3 separate regions of the Drosophila melanogaster genome follow, and regions 2 and 3 are each linked to region 1. The links are chromatin contacts, called in public targeted proximity ligation maps. All regions are on one chromosome and are shown on one strand. The core of a region is the stretch at or near the end of the contact, and the rest is flanking DNA. Distances in the headings are between cores, read along the strand shown.

The links.
Region 2: a contact with region 1 is called in a targeted proximity ligation map of the Kc167 cell line, with 2.9 times the contacts expected there. A contact is called at or near these places in 4 of 107 Hi-C or Micro-C datasets (the Clone 8 cell line, the Kc167 cell line and wing imaginal disc) and 2 of 7 datasets of targeted methods (both in the Kc167 cell line).
Region 3: a targeted proximity ligation map of the Kc167 cell line shows a contact between it and region 1, with 2.6 times the contacts expected there. A contact is called at or near these places in 7 of 107 Hi-C or Micro-C datasets (the Clone 8 cell line, the Kc167 cell line, the S2 cell line and 3 more) and 1 of 7 datasets of targeted methods (the Kc167 cell line).

The regions. Positions count from the first base shown.
Region 1 is chr3R:9,929,766-9,934,197 of dm6, reverse strand. Glut4EF (Glucose transporter 4 enhancer factor) reads right to left here. Exons shown (of 7, transcript NM_001275515.1): 2 at 3,653-3,834. CG46467 reads right to left here. Exons shown (of 7, transcript NM_001382173.1): 2 at 3,653-3,834. Among named protein-coding and RNA genes, the nearest start is that of lncRNA:CR45029, 53 kb to the right of the region's middle.
Region 2 is chr3R:10,040,821-10,044,835 of dm6, reverse strand. Mical (Molecule interacting with CasL) reads left to right here and starts at 1,941. Exons shown (of 24, transcript NM_176447.2): 1 at 1,941-2,044; 2 at 2,838-2,864. CG3909 reads right to left here and starts at 1,566. Exons shown (of 5, transcript NM_141712.4): 1 at 1,487-1,566; 2 at 1,142-1,433; 3 at 832-1,070; 4 at 587-774; 5 at 230-532. The coding sequence starts at 1,489. The coding sequence ends at 259. CG11722 reads left to right here. Exons shown (of 4, transcript NM_141713.4): 3 at 1-23; 4 at 82-240. The coding sequence ends at 209.
Region 3 is chr3R:9,807,278-9,811,809 of dm6, reverse strand. FBXO11 (F-box protein 11) reads left to right here and starts at 2,442. Exons shown (of 4, transcript NM_001275512.1): 1 at 2,442-4,532. The coding sequence starts at 3,128. It also overlaps asRNA:CR44035.

The sequences.
Region 1 (4,432 bases), core at 583-3,082:
AAAAAGAACAAAAAAAAAAAAAAAAATAGAAAAACAACTGGTAAATATTTTTCAAGTCTCGGCTAATTGCCGCTGCCGGCCAACTTGGATTTGAATTCTGTTTTTCCATCACCCGAACCCGCTTTTTATATGGAATTTGTTTTCATTTCTGTCGTGCGCTTTCCCCGTTTTCTATTGCTAATTTCTTGACGTCACCGCCAACGTCGTTGTTTATGCAGCCTTCGTCACTGAACTTTTCTGCCAAAAGGTAGCGAGAATGATTCTCAGCCAATTTGCATCGGAAATCGGTATCAAATCGATATTAGCCATGACTAATAACACTAGTTAAAGACCAAGTCAATTTGGCTAATCGACTTTAAGACACAATTTTTTTCTGTTTTTCCTGCCCAAGTGGAACTTGTTGATAATTAATTTACAACTTGTTTTTGTTGTTCTGATTTTGTTGTTGAGTATTTTTTGTTGATTTCGTTCTTCATTTTTTTGCGCTATTTTGTTTTGCAACGGTAAACTTGTTTGTAAAATTATTTATATTATTATTCCTGCTGTTGTTGTTGTTGTTGGGGTCTGTGTGTTTTTGTGCTGTTCTTTTGCTTTTCTTTGCACGCTGCCAGTTTTCCCATATTGTTTGTTTTTGCAATAAGCAACACAGGCGAATGCAGCTGGAAAACGACGGGGGTTGGGGTGCCAAATGGGGGGGGGGGGTACTTTGCTCCCCCGGCGGCGGTTGCTGTTGTTAATCATTGCAATTACAACAGCAGTAATAACAACAAGAAAAAAAAAGAATGAAAACAAAACAACGACAACAACAACATAGTTAACTTTAACTGAGTAACCTGGCCAATTGACGCTTACACGCTTTTATTAGTCGAACGCGTGAGGATCGGGGTTCTGGGGGGGCGCTTTTTTTGTGGGAAGGGGGAGGGAGGTATGTTCCATATAGATGGGGTCTGTCGTCTACTAGAGCGTTAAAAATTAGCACTGATGCAACGCATTCGCCGCGTAAATTGACATTTACGCGATAATTACGCGCTTATTATATTTATTACCACTTTTTTCCGCATTTAATTCGCCTGCATTTGTTCTTTTTCTTTTTCTTTTTTTTTTTGATTTAATTATTTTGTTTATATTTCTGCTGTATCATTATGCGTTCTTTGTCTGTCAAGTGCAATTGCACTGCGATAAAATGAAATGCTGCTTAATGAACGGTTGTGTGCAACTGGATTTTCCAAGATCAAATTCATTCAATGGTATGAATCAAACGAATATTAGCCAATATTATTCAAACCACAACTTGTTTACCCGGCGAATTAACTACACAACTGTTTACTCAAACTATCAGCTCGCTTGCTAAACTATGCAAATTAATAATAATAAAAAAAGCGCATTAAAAACCCAAATTCCGCGTGCGAGAAAATCACATATCTGACCAGTTGTAGGTGCGGGGGTGTGCGGAATGAGGGGGTATTTATAGGGGGGTGGGCATTTGATATTACGTCGCATTACGCGAGAAGCGCGTGTCACTCGATGGTAGGGCAGGGGGGGCAGGGGCGTGCCCGGGGGCTTTGGGAGCGGTTCCGTGCAAGGTGAGCGAGTTGTTATCATTACACGTGTGTGTGAGTGCCGTCTCCCTCTTTCCCGCTGCCCAGATGTGGCATATCAAAACATAACGAATATGGCGGCGATAGACACGCACACAGATGCACACACACACCCACACAAGCACACACACACATACGCAGACTCGAAATCGCGAGAGCTTTGTGCTTACAGCTTATTTGCGTATCTGTGTGCGGAGCGGGAAAAATACTTCCGCATTCGCAGGCGGCTTTCGAAACAATAACAAAAAAAAAAACAGCACAATGAAATAAAAACGAAGGGGCAACGGGCAATGATAAACTAAACTAACTGAAACTGCGGCAAAACCACCGGCAAATGGTCTCCTTGTTTGGTTTCAGTTTCACAACTACAGGGTGGCGTTCCCTTCGCCCCACCTACCCACCTATGTATGTACAATGTGCCACATGCCACATGCCGCATCTCGCGCTCGCCGGCATTGTAATTAATTAAATTAAACTGGCCCAGCGACTCGCGCTGAACTCAATTGAATTTTATTTGAATTTTATTACAACGAACGACACAATGAAGCCGAATCAGCAGAAGCAACTCTGTATTTCCTAGTTTTCCATTTTTTTCGGCAACAGCAACATAAGCTATAGTTGCCACTTGCAACACCAGCAGCAACAGTTGCAGGCGGAACAGCAACAATGCCGCATGACTGTAGTTTTAGTTTTTCCAGCTGTTTTTTGTTTCGACTTTGGATGGCCGGTTAGCATTTGCGACGCAATTCAAGTGACCAAACCCCTCTCCGCCGCAACGCGACCTCCTTTGAACCGCACACCCCTGGCTGGCTGGACATGTCGAGCCATATTTTGCCGCCTGCCTGCGCTTTTTGTTTTCAGCTCCCAAGTTTGCTCTTTTTCATTCTTTATTTTGATTATTATTGTTATTATTTTTATTATCAATTGAGAACGTGGCCGGCATTCAGCGCTGATGTTGCTGCTTTTTGCACACTTGACTAATAGTTTCGACTGCGGCGCGCGAGGCTTATCAATTGAAATTGAAATGGAATACGCAGCCATCAGTGGCGAGTGACAAACGCTCCAATTGTAAGTCGGAAATTTAATGCTCTACACTTGTCGTCACATTAATGGGGCCAAGGGACTAGCTGTGATATCTGTGATATATGCATGCATAGACAGATATGTTTTTGCCCAAAATGAACCTACTTCTGACCTCATTTTCCGTTGCATGGTAACACTACAAAAGGGACGCTAATTTGATTTGCTTGGTCACATTTAATTTGCTTGGAATTACAAAAGAATTCAGGATACCCAGTCCGGTCAGAAATAAAAGTTCCCCGTTTGATTAGAGCGCTCACTTAGACTATGACACCCGGCCCCCGACCGCCTGCCTGCGTAATCAAATGTTAGTGTTTCGTATTTTGTACTTTTTGTCGTCGCCGCCGTCTTTAAGTTCGACGTAGTCGTCGCGACGTCTGAGCGGGTAGTAATTGAAAATTTGAATTATTTTGCAATCAGCTGTCGTCCCAGTGGAATGGAGCATTGTGAAAGTCAGCGAAACGCGGGGGTGCTGCTGAGAACTCTTTATGTAAGTGCAGTTAAAGCGGCGTCTATGCTAAATAGCTGGGCGTGGCCGGTCGAGGGCGCAGCTGGCCGACAAGACGGAGACACAATTTTATTATAGATATTATACATGGATCGGTCGATGTCCGTGACTTGGTGGCCGGTTCCGCTAATTTGTCGCCACTTATAAATTATTGATATGGCCCAGTCTCCACAGACGCCAATCGTTGCATATTTATGCAAAAGCCGTAAGCCAAAGTCGAAGCACACAAAACGAACGAATAAAACTGCGATTAAAAACCGGGTAGGACCGGCAAAATGATTGGCCGTTCTTACTCAGGTAAACAGATATTCTGAGTGTTTACCTTAAGCTTAAACCAAGAGGTTTCGCCATTAGGTTTCTCTATTCCTGGGGCCAACCATCATGAATTGTGATTAATCTGGCATGATTTCTGTTTCCTATGCTGGTTTACTATACTATATTTGAGAAACTTAGCGTCTGTACTCACTTGTGCTGCGCCGTCAGCTGCGATGGCACCTCAATACTGTGTGTGGTGGTTCTGCGGCGTTCGCCACTCATGTCGGCGAGTCTGGCAAAGTCCGTGTCGCGATCCTGGTCTGCCAGACGGGCGGAGCGTCGCGATTCCAGCAGACGCACTTCCTCCAGTCGCTTCTTCAGCTCAATGGGTTCCTGCAAACGGAATGGGAAAAAGAGAACGGACTTGGGTTAGTCAGAAGCTTCTTATCGGCTGGCCTGGTGCTGTTCAACGGTCGCCATGAGTCACCCGCTGGAACAATTAAAGCGCACAACTTTATTGAGCATCCCATTACAAATTAATGACCCAGTGTGGGCACTTTAGAGCGATTCCTAATTGAGAAAACGGCGACATGGAACACATATTCCTGGGGGGGGTATCTGCATCTAACATTGTTGCATCGACATCCGTCACGCAAGGCGAGTGTTTCCCAATAATTGTAGTATCTATTCCGCGGCGAAATCCCTGGAAATCTGATTTGATAATAGGCAAAAACTATTTCCGAGAAGTGAAAAACCAATTAAATTATAGTTCACGGGGCAAAAACTAAGTACAAATTCAACGAGTGATTCAAGCTTAATTACAGACCATCGTAAGCAGTCCTTATATACATATGTATGAAACTACCTTAACCGGGTGAGTATGCAAAAAATTGAGAAATTAAATAGACCGTGGGCGCTTATTGAGAAACAAAGTAAAATTGCAATATCTGTGGGCAAACGGGGGAGGATAACCTTGAATGAGGTCACTTGG
Region 2 (4,015 bases), core at 692-3,191, 110 kb before region 1:
CAAGCTTAAGGAGCCTCTAGTTGGTAAACCTAAAAGAAAATGTGTTCTCAGAATACCTCAGTCTAACTTTTCCCTTTTTAGAAAACATACTGCACTACTTTAAAACTTTTAATATGTACATACCCGACCAGAAGTACAAAGACACGATGCTAACTCAAGCCACGCAGCCCCTTCTGCGGGTTAAATCGAGCTCGGAGGGTAATCCGTAAATAAATCATTCTTGTTCTTTGTTTTAAACCTACGCTCTATTGTATGAAATCAAACAATGGCATTGGGCGGACAGTAGTATATGTTCAGGGACTTGTCCTCAGAAGCAGAGGCCACCTTGTCGTTTCCGGGGCTATATCGGACGCCCCACACCTGATCTGTGTGCTCGGCGAACGTGTGCAGGCACTTGCGTTCCGAGGTGTCCCATATTTTCACGCTGTTATCACTGGAGGAGCTGGCAAAGTGTTTGCCGTCCTCGGAGAATGCCACGCACAGCACCCAAGATGCGTGCCCAGATAGGGTGCCCACAACGTCGGAGTGGGTTCTAAAACGAGGAGATAGTAGTGCCTGAAAATGTCATAGGTGTTAAGCCACTTACACATCATAAAGCTTCATGTGACCATCATCTGAGGCAGTGAGCAGCAGCTGCGAGTTCGGAGAAAAGCAAAGGCTACGCACTGGCATCGCGTGTCCTTCCAATGTTTGCACTACCTTGCCCGCGGCCACATCGAAAATGGTAATGATACCATCGATGGCTCCACTGGCAATGTACTTGCCATCGGGACTCTAGAATAATACAGCTATAGGATTCTCAAAATGGGTTATTTACCAGATAAAGCTTACGTAGGCAATGCTAAGCGTGTATTTCCCATTTTGGGCATCCAATGTCTGCTCTGCCTTTCCGGTTTCCACACTGTACATGGAGATTTTGCCGTCGTTCAGTCCGGATATCACATATTTGTTGCAGGGTGAAAATTGCACCGTCCAGAGATCAACAGGCCCAAAGCTAAGTAGGTGTTTCTTGTCGCCCGAACGGGCATCCCACAAACACATGGTGGAGTCCAGAGAACTACTGGCAATGGCTGGAAGGAAGGCGGCACCATTAATTGATGTCCATTTCTCTATCTCCCAAGTACAGAATCTTTCAACCTACTCTGTCCATCGGAACTGACGGCCACAGAAACAACTCCCAGGGCATGTCCTTTTAGTTTGTGGCGCAACTTTAGGGTGTTGTCCTCCTGCAAGTCCCACACCTTTACCAAGTCATCCAGTCCGCCGGTGACCAAGAAATCCTTCGGGCGGGCCTCCTTCTTATCGAAATCAAAGGGATTCTCCTCGGGCTCCACGACCGCGTCATCCGGATCTGAGGCCGCAGTGTCGCGTCCCCAGGTGCACGCCCATAGCTGACTGTCGTGCGCATTTTCCTCTTTATGAAGGACAGAAAACTAGCGGAAAAAAGGGATGTATAAAAGGCACAGTTCGTTAAATATCTACTTACCATTTTAAAATGCCGGAAAAGTGTTTATTTTATGCGAACGAGAGCGATCAGCAAATTAGCTGTTATCGATAACAATGGTTGACGTTAGAATTAGTATTGAAAAGGGAGGTTTACAGTGGGTCAAAACTGTTATGCTGAATATGTTTCAATGTGAATAAATTAAACATGGAATTCTTTATATAAATGAAAGAAATAAAGAAGTATAAAACAAATTGACGTTTTTAAAATTTTTTCACAGGTAATATTATATATAACAAAATAATATTTTACTTTATTATATCTTTATTATACTTATTTAGGTAAAAAGCTTAGTTTTTAAGTAAACATGTTATATATTAAATTATTTGAATTGCTATTTATTGTTTTGGTATATTTGCCCATATGGCACACGGCATAATACCACTTTCCCGCCATGGTCACACCATCGGCTTATAGTTGCACTCCCGGCGCGGCCACACTGTTTATAGCCGTCGAGAACCGAGGAACGAACGTCGCGTTTTAAAAAACAAATCCCCAAACGACTCGGACGCGAGATCCAAGCGACTGGCGAGGAAAAGTGTAAGTGACGGGTGCAATTACGTGCCCCACGGTGCAGCCATGCCCGGATCTACCAGTGCGGTTATATAATGCGGATATAGTTATAGTTCTTAGCCCCTCGCGATACGATATCAAAAACAAAGGAACGAATAGGACCAACGCGTGTGTTCTGCTTTTCAGTTTTCGGTTCGTTTTCGATTTTTTTTCATTTTGCTGTCGTCGCCGCCGTGAATTCGAATATGTATGATTTTCTTCTATGGATCCGCGTGTCTGGAATATATTAATAAACATAAACAGTGAAGCCTCGTTCGTTCGTGTGTGTGGGGGCGGGTGTGCGTGAGCGTGAGTGCGAGTGTGTGTGTGGTTGTGCATCAGCATATTATTTATCTCACATATCATATCTTTCGACAAAATCGAAAAGATTCGAATGATTCATTCTTGTGGCAGCAGGACTCGCCGATTTGTGCACTAAACCGAAATGAAAGGCATATAGTTTTGCTGCACTTTCCATGTGTTTTTCGTGGTGTGTTTGTTTTATTGATTCCCACTTTCCCGTTCCCCGTTCTCCGTTTTCCGCCCAGTTTCCACTTCTTCCCCTCCGTACAACATTCATATTCGCGCCTGCCCCCACAACTTCGTTTCCGATTTGGTGTAAACAATAACGGCAACCGGTTTTCGCGTGCAACTTTATCTCCCTAATATCGCCATTCCTCTTATTCTTCTTCTCTTCCTCTGCTCACTTTTGTTTCGATTATAATCGCAATTTGCCGTTTTCAAAATGATATATGCAAACCCTTTCGAATAAATCAAACAGTTCCAACTGAATTTGTAAATTATCAAGGTGAGTCGCCAGCCGGGGATCAATAATGCTATATTATAAGATGAAGTGGAAGATTTGCATGTTTATGTAATCTTATCGGTATTTTATGTTAATTTTCTCACACATGTTGGGATTCATATATCTTAAGAGAGGTGTATTCATTTCATAAAACATTCTTTACTTGAGATTTGGTATATGAAAGTTAGTTATTCGTTTATTTTAACAATACTACAGGCAAACGATGTCTTCTAGGGTATGAAATGGTCCTATAGAAAGAAAGGTAGTTAGGTAGTAGTAGTGACGCTTAAAGATCCGTAAAGTTAAATGACTCTAAATCCCACAGCTTTGCTCCACTTCCATTCGTAATTCCAAAGCAAACCCATCACGGTTGCTCTTAGCCTTCGCACTAATGTGACTGGAGGATAAGAATAAATGTTTGCCCTTAAGAGGTGCTCAAAAGGCGTCAAAAAAAAAAAAAATAATAATAAGAATGGAAAAACTAGACCATAAACATAAATGCATTTCACAGCTGCCATTAGTGCACAACTTTTCACAATCGGCGAGAAAAACCAGCGCAAAAACCAAGTACGACAAAATGGAAATCCAGGGCATGCAAAAAGAAAATGAAACAGTGGCAAACTGCGGAAAAAGCCAAAGCCCAGGCGCAATGCACTCGGAAAATGGATGGAAAACCAACAAAGTTATTAGTTGAGGTGGGAATACCGCGGTTCCAAGATCGCGGGGAAATGCGAAGTCAAGTGTGGAAAAGCGCTCGCTGGGAAAAGCGTGACATAGTCAAAAGCAATGGGGGCGAAATTGGAGCAATTTGAGTCTGTGCAATGTGACATCATTGTAAGGGGCGTGACGGAGGGCGTGGCAGCAGCCGACAATGACAAGTGCCGAAGTTTTCCAAAAACAAAAGAAAGTCAAACAAGAAAGCAGGGAACATTATTGTCAAGTAAGCGAAAAGATTTGACATATTAGCCATGACATTATTTTAAAGAAATTCAGTAAATTACATGAAATATCTATCAAAGTAGATAATCAAATGATTGTTTTGAGATTATATACAGTGCTTAGTACATGAAGATAAAATAAGAATAAAATGATATATAGTGCTATTTGTAAACCCATTGTACGGGTTGAACTCTATGGAAATTACCAAGAGAGTC
Region 3 (4,532 bases), core at 1,193-3,692, 120 kb after region 1:
TTGCCATTGTATTTTGAGCGGACAGGTGCATCAGATGCGATCAGGTGGTAAAAAGGTCAAAGACATAAAACCACAGCATTTATAATTCAAATGGTACAACCTTTGTCTTGCACAAATGTGTGGCATTTTACACGCCTGCCACAAATTTCGTTGGCAAAACTGCGAAAGATACGCAAATTGCGTCTCATTATGGTTGAGTTAATATTTCATGGGCAATTTACCGAGATTGAAACCGACACACTTCAAAAACAGCGCGCATATACATATGTACACACGCACTCGCGTTTAATTACGCTTGCCGATTTCCATTGGCAGAGGACCTTCGGTTCGTCCCTTCTTCATGCAATTTTAAACTCAATTAAAAGTTTTGCGCATTAGACATACACACTTTTGCCCGAAAGAGAGCTCCTGGAAATGTGATTAAGCCGGGCCCAAAAACTAGGTTGGCGAAGGGTGGTGCTGATGGTGATGTTGTTGGTGGTGGTGGTGCAGGGCACTCGCATTAGTTGTCATTAAAAATGTGAGCGATTCCATCTAAATGACTTGGCATATTCTGCTGCATGTCAGGCATGCAGCTCGGCACTCCGCCAGCGGACAGGTGGATTCAATTGGAGGCAACAGGCCCATTGACACACATTGATCCGCTCCTTGGTTGCCACTACCCAAAAGAAAATTGGTATGGAAAGGAAAATTTCTTAAAGGTAGCAGCTCCTAAATGAGGTGCACTTAAAAAGAAAGCACATATGGAGAATTTCATACATTACAGAGGATTTCAGTTTAAGTAAAAGTAAAAGTTTTAAAAGAATATGGTAGTGGTTATTATTTTCGACACATTAATGTTGTTTACACGACTAAATATCGCGGCAATAATAATTTAATTGTCCACCTTTGCCCTGCTTTCAGCTTGACCACAGGAAAATCCATTTGCTCAGTTTTTTCGTCGGCCTGAATCCGAAATGCGAAAACTGGCACTGGCACTGGCGGCCGCCTGAATAATGAAGGCAAATCGGAAAAGAGGCAAAACAGCAAAAAGTTAAATGCCTCTAATGACAGAAAATGAAGCAAATGACGAAAAATTGCGCAAAACAAAGGAGACAAATAATAATATGCGAAAATGGTTGACTCGGACGCTTCCACCCACCGGAGGCCACCGACCACCGCCCACTTGAGGCCACCCACATTCACGTTCACATCCTCGAGAGCTCAAAGGAGAGGAGAGCACGCACCAGCGAAGATAGGAAGGTAACCGTGGGGGCCAAGTGAATTACCAACAACGGGCGAATCAAGAAAAGCATGTGCGCGGCATAATTACGAAGCAATTAGACGAAATTATTATTGAGGTCAGCGGCGAGGAGATGCCGGGGAGTACAGGACACCAGACCCCCCGAGAACATATGGCCATAGTCAACCCACCCACCCCCCTTTTCGGTGGCGTCGGACCAAAGGGATGCGTATGCCATTATCATTCACGCCGGGTGAGGGAATGTAAAGGAAGTAGAACCTCTAAATGGGCACCACAAAGCGCAGACCAAAACAACACTCGTAACTACAAGCTGGTTTAAGTGGCGAAAACCGGAAAAAAATTACGGAAAACGACGAGTGGACGAGGACACAACGAATAGGTCGAGAAAAACTATAAACAAATGATTAACAAATCATCTTAGGGCAGCTGTATGGCCCATGTTTCAACTATAAAAGTGAACGAATAAAGTAAAATCTAAGATTAACTCTTTTCAATTTGTTTGTATATTGAGAGTGTCAAATACGGTGCTACACAATTAAATTGAAACAAAAAAAAATTATTTATTTCTTATCTCTAATTAGTTTTATTTCGAAACTACGTCTGATTTTTGTAACTTTTAAGTTTAATAATTGGAATCCAGCTGGACAGCGAACTCCAAAGAGTGCTATTTATATAAAAAGTATGCTTAACATTTGACACGTGCCTTTTGGCATTTGGGTCACAAGTTCAGTAAAAGAAACATTTAAGTTCAATTTCCCATAGTCGATGCAATCGCGTGTGCGAAGTTCAATGTTGGGCACTCGTTCAATGAAGCAGTCAAAACATGGCGCAAAACGGCAATGACAAGCAGGTGAACAATGAAACTTATACCCAAAGGAGGCGTGACGCGGCCTTAATTGTCGATATGCTGCAGCTGATGTGTTTGGTTGCATGTTGGCTGTTTACCACGCGCTCCCAAAATCAGTACAACTTAATGCAAACATTTAAAACTTATAAAATTTAAAATGTTTAAGATTTATGAACGCGGTAAAAGCATACATTTAATTGTGCATTATAATTTAAAATAGACACGAAGCATTTGAATACGCGCCAAAAAGATATCAATTTCATCGATATTAAAATCGATTTCACAAAAACGATGCCAAAAAATACCAAACGTCTTTAAGGCGCTGTCGGTTTTTTTCCGTTGCTAGCTGGTATTTTCCATCAGTCGAGCAGCGGTCACTCTCAACGCTAAAATTAAAACTCCGAGTATAGGTGGTTTCGCTTCTGAAATTTTGGAATAAAAGTGTTCAATTGTGTCAAGTGCACAAGCTATTGGATAGAACTTGCGTATTTGCATTGTGAAAAGTGTTTATTTGGACCGCGAAACAAGCGAAAAGAAATCAGAGTGTCTGCTGCGAAGACGAATTAAAGGGGAGACGGAGTAACAATGAGTGAGCGAGACGGAGCAGACCAGCGTGTACGCTAGCGGTGCTCTTCTAACCAAATAAAACAAAACAAAGGAGAGACAAAGGATAGAAACCCCGAAAAAGGCACACTCGCACACACATACACATGCACTCGCTAGCAATAAGAAGAGCAGTCAGCAGACGGATAAACTTTAGCAAATGTAGCTAAATTAACAATCAATCGAAGGGTCCAAGGATATAGCCAGCCAATCCGAACCGATCGGTGGCACTCCACATCGAAAGCGAAGTGAGGGGAACGAGAGAAAGAGCGAAAAGTCGTCGCCAAATTGTGCATGTGCATGTGGCAGTGTGTGTATGCCAGTGTGAGTGCGTGTGCATATGGGGTTGGAAAACTGTGAAAACTCAAACGCAAAAGTCTTTGGGTCTGATTAACTCGTGGAAAACTGATCATCGCTGGGCAGGTGAAGCGAAGATGCCGAGCGCCTCATTCACCTCATCGCGCACCTACGTGCGCCGCTCCCGACGGAAAGGAGCCAACCGGATAGCAATGCCCAACCGGCCGACGGGCAACATTATGGACCCCATGCTTCAGCAGAACGTGACCGCCGCCGGTGCGGGAGCCAGTGCATCCGGTTCCAACAGCAATGCCGCCAGTAGTTCCGGGGCTGGTGGCGTTGGCAACAACAACGCCAGCAGTAGCGGAAGCAGTGGCGCCACCTCCACATCCGGATCTGCAGCGGCGGCAGCATCAGCCGCCGGACCTACTGCAGCAGGAGCCTCTAGTTCTGCAGAGTACTTTGACAGCGGCCAAGGAGCTAGTGGATCCAGCGGAGCAGCTTCATCGGGCTTCTCTGGCAGCTTTTACAATGCCCTGCAAATGATGGACACCACTGAGAGTTCGGGCGCCGGCACCAGCCAGTCAACGCCACCGGCATTAGGAGCCTCCTCCACCACCGCTTCGAAGTCCACCTGCGCCACAGTCGGATCTAGTACGGCAAGCACGTCGGCCGCCGCAGCAGCTGCAGCCTCCGCTTCTGCCGGAAGTAGTCACCAGAGCCCGTACGACTTGCGCCGAAAGATCTCCGCTAGCAGCCACGAACAGTGGCCCACTAGTTCATCTTCCGCCGTGGCAGCAGCTGCCGCAATACTCGTGGGACCATCGAGCAGCTCCCCGCCACTGGTTAATCCGGGTGCCTCGCCCTCCAGCTCCTCATCGTCCTCCTCCTCTAGCTCGTCGTCTTCGTCCGCCTCGTCCTCGAGCTCCTCGTCCAATGTTCAGGCGCCCTCGACCAGCGCCACCTTTCCGGTGAACAATGCACCCACCACTGGAGCCACTCTGGCGCAGCCACCCAATGTCCACAGTTCGGTGCCGCAACAGCATTGTGGAGCACTGCCGGTTGGCGCTGCCATCGAGGATAATAACTACATGCTGCCGGCTAGGAAAAGATCTCGACGCCTCTACACACAAGGCGGAGAGATGGGACCGTCTGCAGGTGCCACAGGTGAAGCAGCCGGAGCTGGAACAGCTGCGTCCGGCGGAGCAGGTTGTGCGCCCACAGCGGCCCAGTACCTTCAGTATGAACTGCCCGACGAGGTACTGCTGGCCATCTTCTCGTATCTTATGGAACAGGACCTATGCCGGCTGGCGCTTGTATGTAAGCGCTTTAACACCATTGCCAACGACACGGAGCTGTGGAAGCGTCTCTATCAGTCTGTCTTTGAGTACGACCTGCCGCTCTTCAACCCGGAACTGTGCAAGTTCGTGTTTGAGAAGCCCGAAGAGTCGGAGTACGCTAATCCGTGGAAAGAGAGCTTCCGCCAGCTGTACCGCGGTGTGCACGTGCGTCCCGGTTACCAGGAGCGTCGCAGCTCTGGCC